Linked DNA regions of Mus musculus: region 1 is linked to region 2. Evidence: chromatin contacts called from public ChIA-PET data. All regions are on one chromosome and are shown on one strand. Each heading gives the region's core, a stretch centred on a gene start, on an enhancer-like site or on the middle of the called end of the contact. The rest is flanking DNA. Distances are from core to core; before and after follow the strand shown.

The links. ChIA-PET counts read pairs in DNA pulled down with a chosen protein or histone mark.
Region 1: an RNA polymerase II ChIA-PET map of memory CD8 T cells shows a contact between it and region 2, with 8 read pairs. The contact joins two enhancer-like sites. A contact is called at or near these places in 2 of 115 datasets of contacts at active chromatin or transcription factors (effector CD8 T cells and memory CD8 T cells) and 1 of 9 other capture datasets (liver).

The regions. Positions count from the first base shown.
Region 1 is chr12:76,360,781-76,367,276 of GRCm38.p6, forward strand. All of the region lies in intron 1 of Zbtb25 (zinc finger and BTB domain containing 25), which reads right to left. Among named protein-coding and RNA genes, the nearest start is that of Zbtb25, 5.5 kb to the right of the region's middle. Within about 2 kb of position 2,466, at least 11 of the 459 cell types and tissues checked have an H3K27ac peak or open chromatin away from gene starts, as enhancers often do. A contact at or near this core is called in memory CD8 T cells, where this site is marked.
Region 2 is chr12:76,093,643-76,100,364 of GRCm38.p6, forward strand. Syne2 (spectrin repeat containing, nuclear envelope 2) reads left to right here. Exons shown (of 116, transcript NM_001005510.2): 101 at 639-826; 102 at 1,400-1,550; 103 at 1,850-2,032; 104 at 3,228-3,365; 105 at 4,242-4,436; 106 at 5,588-5,870. Among named protein-coding and RNA genes, the nearest start is that of Esr2, 80 kb to the right of the region's middle. Within about 2 kb of position 2,154, at least 37 of the 459 cell types and tissues checked have an H3K27ac peak or open chromatin away from gene starts, as enhancers often do. A contact at or near this core is called in memory CD8 T cells, where this site is marked.

The DNA of each region.
Region 1 (6,496 bases), core at 1,216-3,715, 270 kb after region 2:
TCGAAAAAACAAAAAACCAAACCAAAACAAAAAAAAAAAAAACAAAAAAAAAAACCCCCAAAAACTTTCAGCATCACTGAAATAACTGAATGGGAGCTATAGAAACTTGAGCCTATCCTCTGAAATAAAGCTGCAGGGCTGGAGAGATGGCTCGGCAGTGAAGAGCACTGACTGCTCTTTCAGAGGTCCTGAGTTCAGTTCCCAGCAACCACATGGTGGCTGCTGTAATGGGATCTGATGCCTCTTCTGGTGTGTCTGAAAAGAGCAACAGTGTATTCACATATATAAAATAAGTAAATTAATCTTTAAAACAAAACAAAACAAAGCTGTAAACTGAGGGTCTTATTCTAAGAGGTGATTTGACCAAAAGTTACTACCTTCATCACCACACTTGCTTCTAAAAATCACCAGACAAGGAGATTTTTAAAAAAACCTATATTTGAAGTTTCAGCACACAAAAACACTTTAGAATCAATAAAATGGCTCCAAGTAAAATACCCAAAATCAGCTGTTTTTTAAAAAATGCTTCAAAAAAAAAAAAACCCTCCAAATTCTTGGATCTTAGGTATTTTCACCAGGTTTTCAAATACAGCTTATATATATATTCACTGACATAACCAACTACTGAGCCAGGCAGAAATGAGAAACAGCACACCCAAAGCTGCAATACAAGATCTTGTGGTTAATGGGCTGAGCAGCAGTTAAACTTTTCATTTCCTCAGCAGATACTCATTGAAACGCACACACATCAAAAGCATGTGTCACACTAAGTTACAGACAAAAAAAAAACCATAAACGCTCAAGTCAAGAATACAGTCTTAGCAAGGAGATTAAAACACAAGACAATAACTACATTACAAATTAAAAGTGTCAAGTGCTACTAGAACGTTCAGTTGGAGATAAGCACGGAGCAAGCAATGAAAATAAGATATTCAAACTGGTTTTCAACAGGCTTAGACAGATAAAACGGAGTAATTTTACTGAGAGGGCTGTGAGTATTTTGTCATCAGAATTCAACTCAGTATAAAGGGGGGAAAAGAAAAGGAGTAAACAGAAGGAAAGGACAAGCTCAGCTGCTAAGGAGACTAAGTGTAAGAGTACACCAAGCTGTGCCTGAAGGTATCCCGCTGTCTGCAGTGAGCTATGTAAGATGCTCGTGTAGGAACAGCACTGGCAGTCACTCACTCAGTGGCAGGGAAAAGAGCAAGACTCTTTTAGGAAACCTAACCTCTTAGAGTTTCAGCGCAGCCACTAACTAGGTCTGTCTCAATTCCCTGAGCCTCAGTAGCACTTATGAAGTGTGGATAATGGCAATTTCTTCCTGAGGTGTCAGATGAAGCACTCTGGAGGCTGAGGCAGGAGGGCCTGGAATTTAAGGCCAGCCTGGACTACAGTGAGAATTGTTAATGAGGGTGTTGTGTGTGTGTGTTTGTGTGTAACAAGAGGGTATATATATTTGATAGGAGGACCTGTAGTAAGTGTCCAGTAAGTATTAGACAGTACATCTCTAGGTCGGTTAATCAAGGAGACAACTAGAAACCACGTAATGGCAGCAGGGAATGAAGGGAGAGCTAGACAGAGCCACCAGTCACAGAACCGACACGATGTGGCGGCAGACAGGACACAGTCAACCACAGGCTGCAAGCTAAAGGCGAGTGGGTTGCTAGAAGATGTCATTTATTTCTTCAGCGCACATTTTCACAGTAACTGCCATGTTCCTGCCGTTGATATTAAAGGTAAAACACTAGAGCCAGCCACAGGAACTGGCTTAGAGGAGGCGGCTTCTTACACGGTGAGTTCAAAGTGTCTACTCCAGGAAAAGGAAGTAGAAATGTCTAGTGATGAGTGGAGACAGCTCTAGAAAGATCAATGCCAAAGGAGACCTCTGAAATGACAAGACTGAAGTTTCTAAATATGTAGAGCTATACAGCGAAGCCAAATTAAACAAAACAAAACAAAAAACTCTAAAAGCTAAGTATGGGTTGGGCCTGGTGGCACATGCATGCTGTAATCAAAGCTACCCTGGCTTCCAGGCCCTGCATGTTAGAGATTCAAGGCTTGCCTGGGATAGAGCGCAAGCTTGAGCTAATTTGGGAAACTTAGACTTTGGGTCAAAAAATAAATAAATAAAAACTTTTAAAAAAGGGTCTAGATAATGGTAGAGGATTTGTCTAGCATTCATGAGCCCCCGGGTTCACTTTTCAGTACTTAAAAAAAAAAAGGTAAGTATGAAAACTTGAAAGCCAGAAAAGCTACAATAAAACAAAGCAGGCAAACCTGGGACCTGAGGAAAATGCAGAACCCTGAGAGGGGGAACGCAGGTGACCAGGAGAGCAGGTGACGTCCTACAAGTGCAGGGAAGTAGCTGAGGCCAACTTTCTGATTCAAGACGACCTTTCAGGGTAGAGGCAACAAAATAGGAGGTACGGTCAGGGTGGGGCCCCGAGGAAGCTGGAGACCTCAGGAAGAGCTCTGGGTGGAAGGTGAGACCTCTTAGAGGCAGAAGCCACTCCAGATTAACCAGGGAGTTAGCTGGAGGGACTGAGGGTGGGGAATCCGTTAACTCACGAACTACGAAGTCAGTTCATACAGAAAGGGAAAGGGGACCTAAAATACTAACAGGATTAAGCTATGTAAGGAACATTCGAACACAGTAACTCCTTCCTCTTTAGTTTCCATTTATCTATCCTCAGAATCTCTTGAGAGCCTGCCTTCTCTAAGTGGTTAAACCCACTCCATGAGATTCCAGGGGTTTTTTTTGGTTTTTCAAGACAGGGTTTCTCTGTGTAGCCCTGGCTGTCCTGGAACTCACTTTGTAGACCAGGCTGGCCTCCAACTCAGAAACCTGCCTGCCTCTGCCTCCCAAGTGCTGGGATTAAAGGCGTGTACCACCACTGCCTGGCGAGATTCCATATCTTTTATTTTCAGGTGTAAAACTATTTAACCTCTCGCTTCAAATCTCTCCAACATGATACCTCGCCTCCATCTTCAGGTACTTGTGGCAGAATTTCCCAGGAAGGAGCTGAACTCCAACCTGGCCACCATGCCCTCCTAGGCCTTGGTGTCATTCCTTTTACTGGAAGCCTTTTCCAGGCTGAGACTTCCTATTTGCTTACAGCCTTATTTTACATCTTTGGTCTACTAACTTTTGTGTCACTGTGGGGTCAAACTTCATTGATCTTCATTGACTAGGGTGATGGCCTCCTGGTCTTTGTTTTTTTTCTCCTATCTAGTCATTTATATACTAAAGCCTATGATGAGGGGCTGCTGAGATGGCTTGGTGGTTGAAGAGCTAACTGCTCTTGTAGAAGACCTGGGTTCAGCTCCCAGGACCCACACAGAAACTCACCACCTTTTCTAACTTCAGTTCCAGGGGGCTCAGATGCGCTCCTCTGGACTTCATGGATACCAGGCATGCACATGGTACACACATACATGCAAAGCACTCATACACATAAAATACGCTGTGAATAACGTAAGAGACTCTGCAGTAATATTCCTCCAACAGTGATGTTTTTGTTTTTATAATTAACTTGGCTGAACTTAACACTTCCAAGTTCTGCTCCTTGATTGTGGGGTTTGGCTCTAGGTGTGCTCTTTGGAGGCCGTGGTAAACATGTCCAACTCAGTGATGACAAGATTCAGAGTATTACACATCACCCCAACAAACCATTTGTTGAGCATCTCCCCCACTTTCCAGCTGCATGTTGTGTGCTCTGCCCTTTTTCTTCTAGCAACAGTTACCCCAGTTTTAGTCACCCACTGTGCCACCAAAACCATAAAAACAGAAACAACCACTGCTAACCCTTCTGCCAATCCAATTTTCAAAGACACACATGGTAACAAGACATACATGAGGGCAAAACACCCATATACATAAAATAATAAAATCTGGTTGGAAGACAGACATGGTAGTATATACTTGTAGTCTTAGCACTTGTGAAACTGAAGCAGGAGGATTGCTGAAAATTCAATGTAAGCCAAGGCTACACAGAGTGAGTTCAAGGCTGGTTGGCCTGAGCCTATCTAATAAAAACCAAACAAAAAAAATTAACAGAAAAGATTTTTGGTAGGAAAAAAAAAGATGTAAAGTAGGTTGCAGAAAAGAATTAAAAAAAAAATCACCCTTCATTATTTAGAAAAGCAAAGAGTTTAAAAACTTTAAAAACATTTTTATTATCAAATTAGTATTTTTAATATTTTATTCTGAGAATTTCATACATGTATACAAGGTATTTGTATCATCATAATATCCTTCCCATCTAAGCACCACACCCTCACCCCCAAGTAATATTTATAATAGGCTTAGTATTGATAGCTATGAGATTATAAAAGCGTTATTTACTTTCTAGATCGCAGTAAATTAGCTCTGGATTAGTTCAAACTAAGATGAAACAAGTTTATAATTTAGTTAGCATGATATTCAACATCTTGGACTGTTTAGAAACTCTTTTTGGTTGGCTTGCATTCTCAGATCAGCAGCAGAACAGCCTAGAATACTCAGCTCTTCATTCTCTCACACCGTAAGCATCTTTAACGGACTTTATAATCAATTATCAGTAAAAGATAGGAAAGCTGGCAGAGGAATGTCAAGCTTTTATGAACTACTTACTCATGGCTAGAAATACACAAGTTAAAAGGTCTCCAGTGCTACCTGATAAAAGGCTTCCCACAAGTGTAGCTGGTATTTGTAAAATGGTATTTTTTGATGATTGTGGATGTGTGACAGTTGATCTGGTTTTATTTGTGAGACGAGATCCCACAATAACCTAGTCTGACCTAGAATTTACTTTGTAGCCCAGGCTGAACTGAAGTCTATGTTCTCTTGCCTCAAGCTCCTGAATAGAGGGATCATAAGCGTATACCATAATTCCCAACAAGTATGGAAGAATGTTTACTATCGCATAAGTATCCCAAAGAATTGTGTTCATTATAGTAGATAAATAAATATCAATGATTATTGTAAATGTGACTTTAAACTACAATTTTAGGTGGTTTAAGGAATCTAAGTAATTAGACATACTGTTGCATACCTGTAATTCCAGCTCATAGAAGTTTGAGGCCTGAACTTAGAAAACCCTATCTCAAAAAGAAAACAAACAGGAGACTTGGGGGAAGGGCCCTCCCTGTACTCACCCCCATCCCAAAGCAAATCCCTGGAGCTCACTGGCTTAGCCAGGTTACATGAATCAGTGAGCCCCACCTTCAGTAAGGAAGACACCCAAGGTCAACCTCTGACCTCAGATCCACACACACAAACACACACCCCTCAAAGAAAAGAAACAGAAATGTGCTAAACTAATGCACTAGTAGAGTGGTTAGAGGCCAGGAAGGGCCACACCATTTCCAAACTTTCTGGTGAAAAGTATCTAGGAAAAAGAACCACTTATTCTTAGACCCTTTTAAATTGATTTCCATAATGTCTAAAAATGATACAGGAACTGCCAAATCTGAAAATACAGGCACAGATCAAACCTGCCAGGAACCCATTCACAGACAATGTTAGAGAAGACGTGATGGATGACACAGGAAAGGGCAGTTACATTCTAGAAATCTTCAATAGGATAGTCTGGAGCCCTGGTCTGTGGGCAGACAGCCTTTTCCATCCTCTGTGTGTGTGTGCCTGTCTGTCTGATAAAGCACTAGGCCAATAAAACTTAGAAATAAAAAACTTAATACGAAAGAGACAAGAGTCTTCTTGATTTATTCTAAAGACTACATCTAACAAGAGTAAAAGAGGTCCTCACAGGCCAGGGAAAGTGAAAGAGGGCAAAACTAGAGGAGACCCAGAGTGCAGCGGGCAAGTGACTGAGCTGCTGTGTGAGTGAGCTACCATCTTCTCTGCCAGAGAATAACAGCTCCATGAACACACTTCTAGCACAGACTAAATAATACCCTCTGCCTAAAAAGCCTGCTGTTTCAGAATTAAACATTGGTTTTGATCTGTATCTACAAAAGCAATTAATTACAAAATCTCAAAACCTTAATAATATACACTTTTCTTAAGGTTAATTTAATAGAAGAAAAAAAGGCCCAATAAAATGAGAACAGAAACCTAACAACGGGTGGGGATATAATATAGCCCAGTAGTAGAGGCTTTGTCTGGCATTCTCAAGATGGCAGGTTTGATCCCCAGAATACAACCAAGTACAATTAAAATGAACTAATCATGAAATTTCATGTTAGCTTTGAGTACTGTCTTTTTCCTCCACTTTCTTTTGGGGGTGGGTGAGTGAGTGGGGTGGTGAGACAGGGCTCACTATGTAGCTCTGGCTGTCCTGGAACTTACTATGTAGACCAAACTGGCCTTGAACTCTGTCTCCCAAGTACTGGGATCTAAAAGGTGTGCACTACTATGCCTGGCAAAACATATTCTATGTGTACTTGCATGAATTCAGGCATACCATATGTACGCAGGAGCCTGTGGAAACCAGAAGGAATCCGTTTCCAGGAACTGGAGTTATTTCAAGTTAAGAGCCACATGGGCGCTGGAAGC
Region 2 (6,722 bases), core at 904-3,403:
CTAATCAAGGGATAGGACTCCAGAGGCCTTCCACACTCCCCAAGCCACAGTCTCAGCTGTACCCCATGGGTTAGAAGCCTCAACATTCTCCCCCAGGGTTCAGGAAGTCCTCATCAGATGGGCTCATAAGGAGGCTGTCCACTCCTGTGCCTGCAGCTGCCAGGGGTGTGCAGGCTCAGCATAAGAGTCTTTATAGATATGAGAGTCACGTGACCCACTAAAGGTCAAAGTCTGTCATTTTGAGTTCCTATTAAACAAGACTGTTTTCCAAAGAAGATCTCCCCCAAATCAAGTCGTTACTGGGAACCTCTGGAATTGGATGGTTTGGATTAAACCCTGGGTATACACAAAGCTGCCGGACAGTAGCATCAGCCAGCAGTGCCATCTGTCAGCGTATGGTGGGCACCCCCCTTTCCCAGTACACTAATTTAGTATGCTAGCATAATTGCACAGTTCCTGATAGATGTAGGTTGACCAGGTGTCCATAGCACAGGGCTACATGAAGATAACAGGCTCAGAGTACTTGAATCCCCAGATACCTGTGGATTAGGAGGGAGCAATGAGCAGGGATGCTTTGATACCAGCCCTCCCTCCACTACTCAGATCTCAAGCGCTTTTGTGCTATCTTGTAACCGTAGGATCTGCAGCGAGATATCGAACAACACAGTGCAGGGGTGGAGTCTGTGTTTAATATCTGTGACGTCCTTCTGCATGACTCTGATGCCTGTGCCAATGAAACGGAGTGTGACTCAATCCAGCAGACCACCAGGAGCCTGGACAGGCGCTGGAGGAACATTTGTGCCATGTCAATGGAGCGACGCATGAAGTAAGCAGACCGCTGGCCTCAAACCTGGCCAGCCTCTCACACATGCCGCAGCCACAGGAACTATGCTCTGTTCAGGTCACTGAGAAATCTACCAAGAAGCAGCTCAGTGGGTAGAGTATTTGCCTTGCAGAGATGAGGCTCTGCATTTAAATCCCAACACAGTGTCCCTGTCATCTCAGCCCTTAAGAGGTAGAGGCAAAAGGATGGAGAGTTCAGGGCCAGCCTAGGTTACAAAGGTCCCAATTTTTAAAGAAAGGAAAATCAAGAATTGGCAGAGAAGGCCTAGGAGGGGGAGCAAGGAAACAGCAGGCAGGCAGCTCCAACTCTTGCCCAAGCCCTGGATCCAGGATTTTCAAGGTGCCTAAGTCCTTCAGAAGAATTGGGTTTAGGCCAAGAGCAACAACATCCTTAGCTATTTCCTGGGAAGGGATGACGGGGTGTCTCCCTAAACAGTTTAAGTAAAAGACTGCAAAATGGGCCCTATTAAGGGACACTTAGAACTCCAAAATGGGGAAACTATGCTAGGAGTGGACGGGGCAGTTGTGCTAACTTCCTGCCCTCTACTCCTGTCAGAATCGAGGAGACCTGGCGGCTTTGGCAGAAATTTTTAGATGACTATTCTCGCTTCGAGGACTGGCTCAAGTCGGCCGAGAGGACAGCGGCCTGCCCTAATTCCTCCGAGGTGTTGTATACAAATGCCAAAGAGGAGCTGAAACGGTTTGAGGTGAGCCTTTCCCATCCCCGTCTCTCACCACAAGCCATGCCTGCTGTGGCTCAGAAGCTAAGTGACTTTGCATGGCCAGATGTTCCCAACACAGTCACTGCCACCAGGCGCTAGGACAGCTTTGCCAGAAACATCCATTGTACACCAGCACCTGTGCTTTGCCGGTCTCGCAGACGTGGGATGTGGGGTTCTTACTGCCTGGGCAGCAGCCATGTGAAGCAAGCCACTTGGGGTTGGCAAAGTGGGGGGTTGTTTCCAGCCCTTTGCCCGTGGGTGCTGACCTCCACTTCCTGCCACAGGCCTTTCAGCGGCAGATTCACGAACGACTGACACAGCTGGAGCTCATCAACAAGCAGTACCGGCGGCTGGCTCGAGAGAACCGCACCGACACAGCCAGCAAGCTGAAGCAGATGGTGCACGAGGGCAACCAGCGCTGGGACAATCTGCAGAAGCGGGTCACAGCCATCCTGCGGAGACTCAGGGTAACCTGCCTGCGGCCCCCCGGGGTGCTGTGGCAGATAGTCAGCGAGAGGCTGATATGTGATATGCTGTGGGTAGGCTGGCAGCACGGCAGCAGGTAGATTTCACGGAAAGCCTGTGTTCTCTTAACATTCTTCCCACACAAAGGAGCCCGTGGCTGCCAACGTTCATTTTTAAAGAGGGATTTGCATAGGTCTTCTCAGGCAAAGCCTGCTTGTGTGAGCTGTGTTACCAAAACACATCTTTCTTTACAACATCTGTAACTCAACAGTGTAGGTGTTAGCACTGGGACTGCCCACAGAGTCCGGGGAACTGCTTTCCTGGGCCAGGGCAAGCACACATGCATGTCTGCAAAGAGCCTTGGCTTGCCCATCTGTTTTTATCAGCCCCGCATCAGAAATATGGATAAAACACAGAAGTATGTACCTACTCTGTTGTGTGAGGTGTTAGGACAGTAACTGTCTGAGGTTTAGAGCACACTGATTAACCTCAAAGCAGTCTAGGAAGATGAGAACCTAGACTTTTTGTTTTTATTTTTTAGCCCTCCTCAAAGAAGTGGTAACTTGGGAGGCCTTTTTATCATTGGAGAGAGTGATTATGTTTGACACGTTCATAATTACTGGATAGTAAATGGGGCAGTCACACTTAAGCCCTGTGTGTCCCCTTTAAATGACCATGTGTCTGCGTTAAAAGAACGAGACTCACCATGTAACCCAGACTGGCCTAGAACTCATACTCCTCCTGCCTCAGTCTTCTAGCTGCTAGGATTACGAGCGTGTGCCAACATTCCCACCCAGATGGGCACCTTCCTGTCTTGAAGCTGCTCAACCCTCTTTCATGGGAAAAAGCCACTGCAGACCAATAAGAAAGGCCGGGCCCCTGGGCTGCTGCCCCCATCCTGTGGACAAGGAGAGCCACTACTTTAGACTAGAAAACCCAGAATTTCACATTCCTCAAAGGACCTAAGCAAATATATTGCATATTACCAAGTCTTTGAATTCTCTGAGGTGGAAGCCAAGGACCCTAGTATTTGGGGGGCAGGGCACCACACAGCCAAGACAAGACCCCAGGCTCCTAATGCAGTGCTGAGGCTTCCAGGATACCTCAGAGACAAGGTTCTGTCTGATAGCTCTGAGCACCCTCTCCTTGAGCCAAACATGACCGTGGAGTACAAGCATGGTCTTTCTTCCTTCACAGTACTTCACCAACCAGAGGGAAGAGTTTGAGGGCACCAGGGAGAGCATTCTGGTTTGGCTCACAGAAATGGACCTGCAGCTGACCAACGTAGAACACTTCTCAGAGAGTGACGCTGAGGACAAGATGCGCCAACTGAACGTGAGTGCTGCTGCTTCAGCATCTGTAAAAAGGTGCCTCTGTAGAAGAGAGCCGGCCAAGTGCCAGTTTTAGCTGGTACTCAAAGAATGTTCCAGAATTCTCCAGACAACAGGCTACACTTTACCTATGTACTTATATTGCTTATTCTGGGGACACTGGGCCTTTTAGTAAACTCATTCCGAGGACAAAGCTCATTTCAGGTTCCGGGCTGCACTTGCTCAGCTGCCGTTTCTCCGGTACCTGCAGGGCCGGCTCAGTGTCACTGTGGGGCCAGGAACAGACACACCTCTGCTCTCATGGCTATAGATGACTGTTTATAGTCAGTTTGGAAGTTCTGTTTTGTGATGAGATTATAGCCATGCACCATGTTTTCAGGCTCACACACAGTCTTCCCTCAGTCGTTCTCTCCTTAGTTAGAAAACACCCACAAATGAAAACCCACTGCCTCTCAATACAACAGGCACTCATTGTTGTCACTGTGTCCACCAAGGCCGACGCCCATCAGCCAGAAATATTCTGTTCCCACCAAGTGTCAAGAAGATGAATTCTCTCCCCACCATACTCAAAATGATGAATATCCATCTTGGTCAAATTTACAATTCTTTAATTGGAAAAAAAAAGTATAAAATTATTTCAAATTGATTGCCACTGTCACTTCCTTAAAAACAGATGCTGCTGTACCAAGTGCAAATCAGAAAGGGAAAAGGGACAAGACCATAATGACATCTAATGCCACCCCCGATCCCCCCATATGGTCCTATCATATGGAACAAACTTATATTGCTTATTCCGGGGACACTGGGCCTTTTAGTAAACAGCTCGTTTTGAGGACAAAGCTCACTAAACACAAAGCTCTCTATCTCACCTTCCAAACAGGGCTTCCAACAGGAGATCACACTGAACACCAACAAGATCGACCAGCTCATCGTGTTTGGGGAGCAGCTCATTCAGAAGAGTGAGCCCCTCGACGCCGTCCTGATCGAGGACGAGCTAGAGGAGCTGCACCGCTACTGTCAGGAGGTGTTCGGCAGAGTGTCTCGCTTCCACCGCCGCCTGACCTCCCACACCCCGGTAAGGACCCACCGACCAGGGCTCCCAGCTGCTCAGTGAGAACATCGAACTGGATGTTTGAAGGGTCAGGATGGTTACCTTGTACTGGACCCATGATTTACTTATGGCTAAAAAGAAGGGCTCCATTCAATTGTGGTCCAGGGAAGCAGTTCTCTTTCCCCTTGGAGTTCTCCCCATCCAATCATGGCAGATTTGCGCTAGATTGGTATTGAGTCTTGCTTGCCCCAGCTCAGCCATCTTTGCGTGAACCCAGTGGCTGTGTGTGGAGTTATGTGTTAAGGATTTCGTTTTGTTGGGGTTTTTTTTATCTTTTAGTTTATAGTTTCTACATATGAGTGCAGGTGCCTCTGTGCATGTGACAGAACTTTTCCTGAGCCACACATGTCTATTCACCTTACATAGGGAGCCCACAATACAGAGACCATCGAAGTCCAGCTTGGTGAATCAATGAGTTTTATAGGGGTTACCTATAGGAATATAGGTGAGGAGTTTCTTATAGGAGCAGAAATGGCGCAAAGACAGCTGCATCCCCAAAGCCAATCCCAGCATGGGTGACAGGTCACAAAAGCTGGGAACCCGGAGCACACTGCACATCCTGCAGGCAGCTCACCAGGTTGGAAAATGTCCTTTCCAGGTGACTCTGGTCTAAACCTCTTCCAGGCAGCTGATTTCTGCTCCTTCTAGACAGTTGCTCTGGCCTCAAGAACCGTCTTTACAGCTTGGCTTGTCTGAGTCTCCTTTGCAGAGTCTCAGCTTGCTTCCATCTGACGGGGACTCAGCTTGTATTGCTTACTCTGAAAGGAAGGGGCCTAGTGAAGAGGGTTCCAACTTGTTCACTACTGTGTAGTGTACATCATATGCTGTATATAGCTGGCCAATGACTATACAGGAATCCTGCCTCTAATAGGAGTGCTGAGATTTGAGCCACTCAGAATACTATGCCCTGTTTCCACTTGGGTTTTGAGGATTCAACTTCAAGTCCTCACCAATGTATAAGAAAGGCTACCCCTCAACCCCCAGCCATCTTACCACACTAGAAATGCCAGTGCTGGCTGTTTTCAGAATTGCCTGACAGGCAGACTTCCAAAGCTCTTTGCCACTGCAGTAGCTTTTCAACTAGCTCACCCTAAAGCCTGGGTCTTCCCATTTAGGGCTTAGATGATGAGAAGGAGGCGTCTGAGAATGAGACGGACATAGAAGACCCCAGGGAGATCCAGGCTGACTCTTGGCGTAAGAGGAGAGAGAGCGAGGAGCCCACATCTCCCCAGTCACTGTGTCACCTTGTGCCTCCGGCTCTGGGACATGAGCGGTCTGGCTGTGAGACCCCCGTCAGTGTGGACTCTATCCCTCTGGAGTGGGATCACACAGGTGACGTGGGGGGATCCTCTTCTCATGAAGACGACGAGGAGGGCCCATTCTACAGCGCACTGTCAGGTAAAGGTGGCTTCCCAGGGCCTGTGAACTTGACCCATTTGGCTGTATTTCTAGCACCATAGCGACACAGCAATTTCTCAGTGATTCAGAGTCCAGCATGTGGCTGGTGCAGGCCTGTGGCTTTCTGGCCTCTGCCCTGCTCACCTTTGGCCTCAACTGAGAATTAGCTTGCTCCTGTTATAGGTGGGACGACATCCACATGCTGACTTTAGGGCTGGTCGCTGATTATTCCAGCCAATGGGAGACTCATCGATTGATTTTTCTGCAGCATTTATCAAAGCATATCAGTACATTGAGTGTGGCCCTTCTTGCCACGTGTGCCCCTAACCCATCACTATTATGAACAGGAGTTGATGGGGGGAAATCCTTCTGGTTTTTAAAATTCTTTTATTGATAAAGATAGGAAGCAGCTAACTTCCTCCTCCCACAGTGGCAGTGGCTCTGCTATGTCGACTTAGTACCTGGGCATTACTCCGCAGGCCTCCAGGGAGGACAATGACGTTATTCTTTTTCAGATGTAGAAATCCCTGAAAATCCTGAGGCTTATCTTAAAATGACCACAAAATCTTTGCAAGCATCTTCTGGTAGGCCCCTGCCCGTGCATGTGTCTCAACATGGCCGCATCCCATGGCACACACTGCATCCTAAACCTTGCTCCCGCGTCATGTCTGACCTGTGCCTCTGTGGACACCATGCGCCTTGGTCCTCGTGTCATGGTGTATTTACACTGCTGTACTCACCCTTACCTGCGTGCTCCCTACATACCAGAGTGCTCTCAACACCCTCCACCCACCCACCCACCCATCCATCCACCCACCCACTTCCAGGCTGGCAGAAAGAACCATTGTCGTG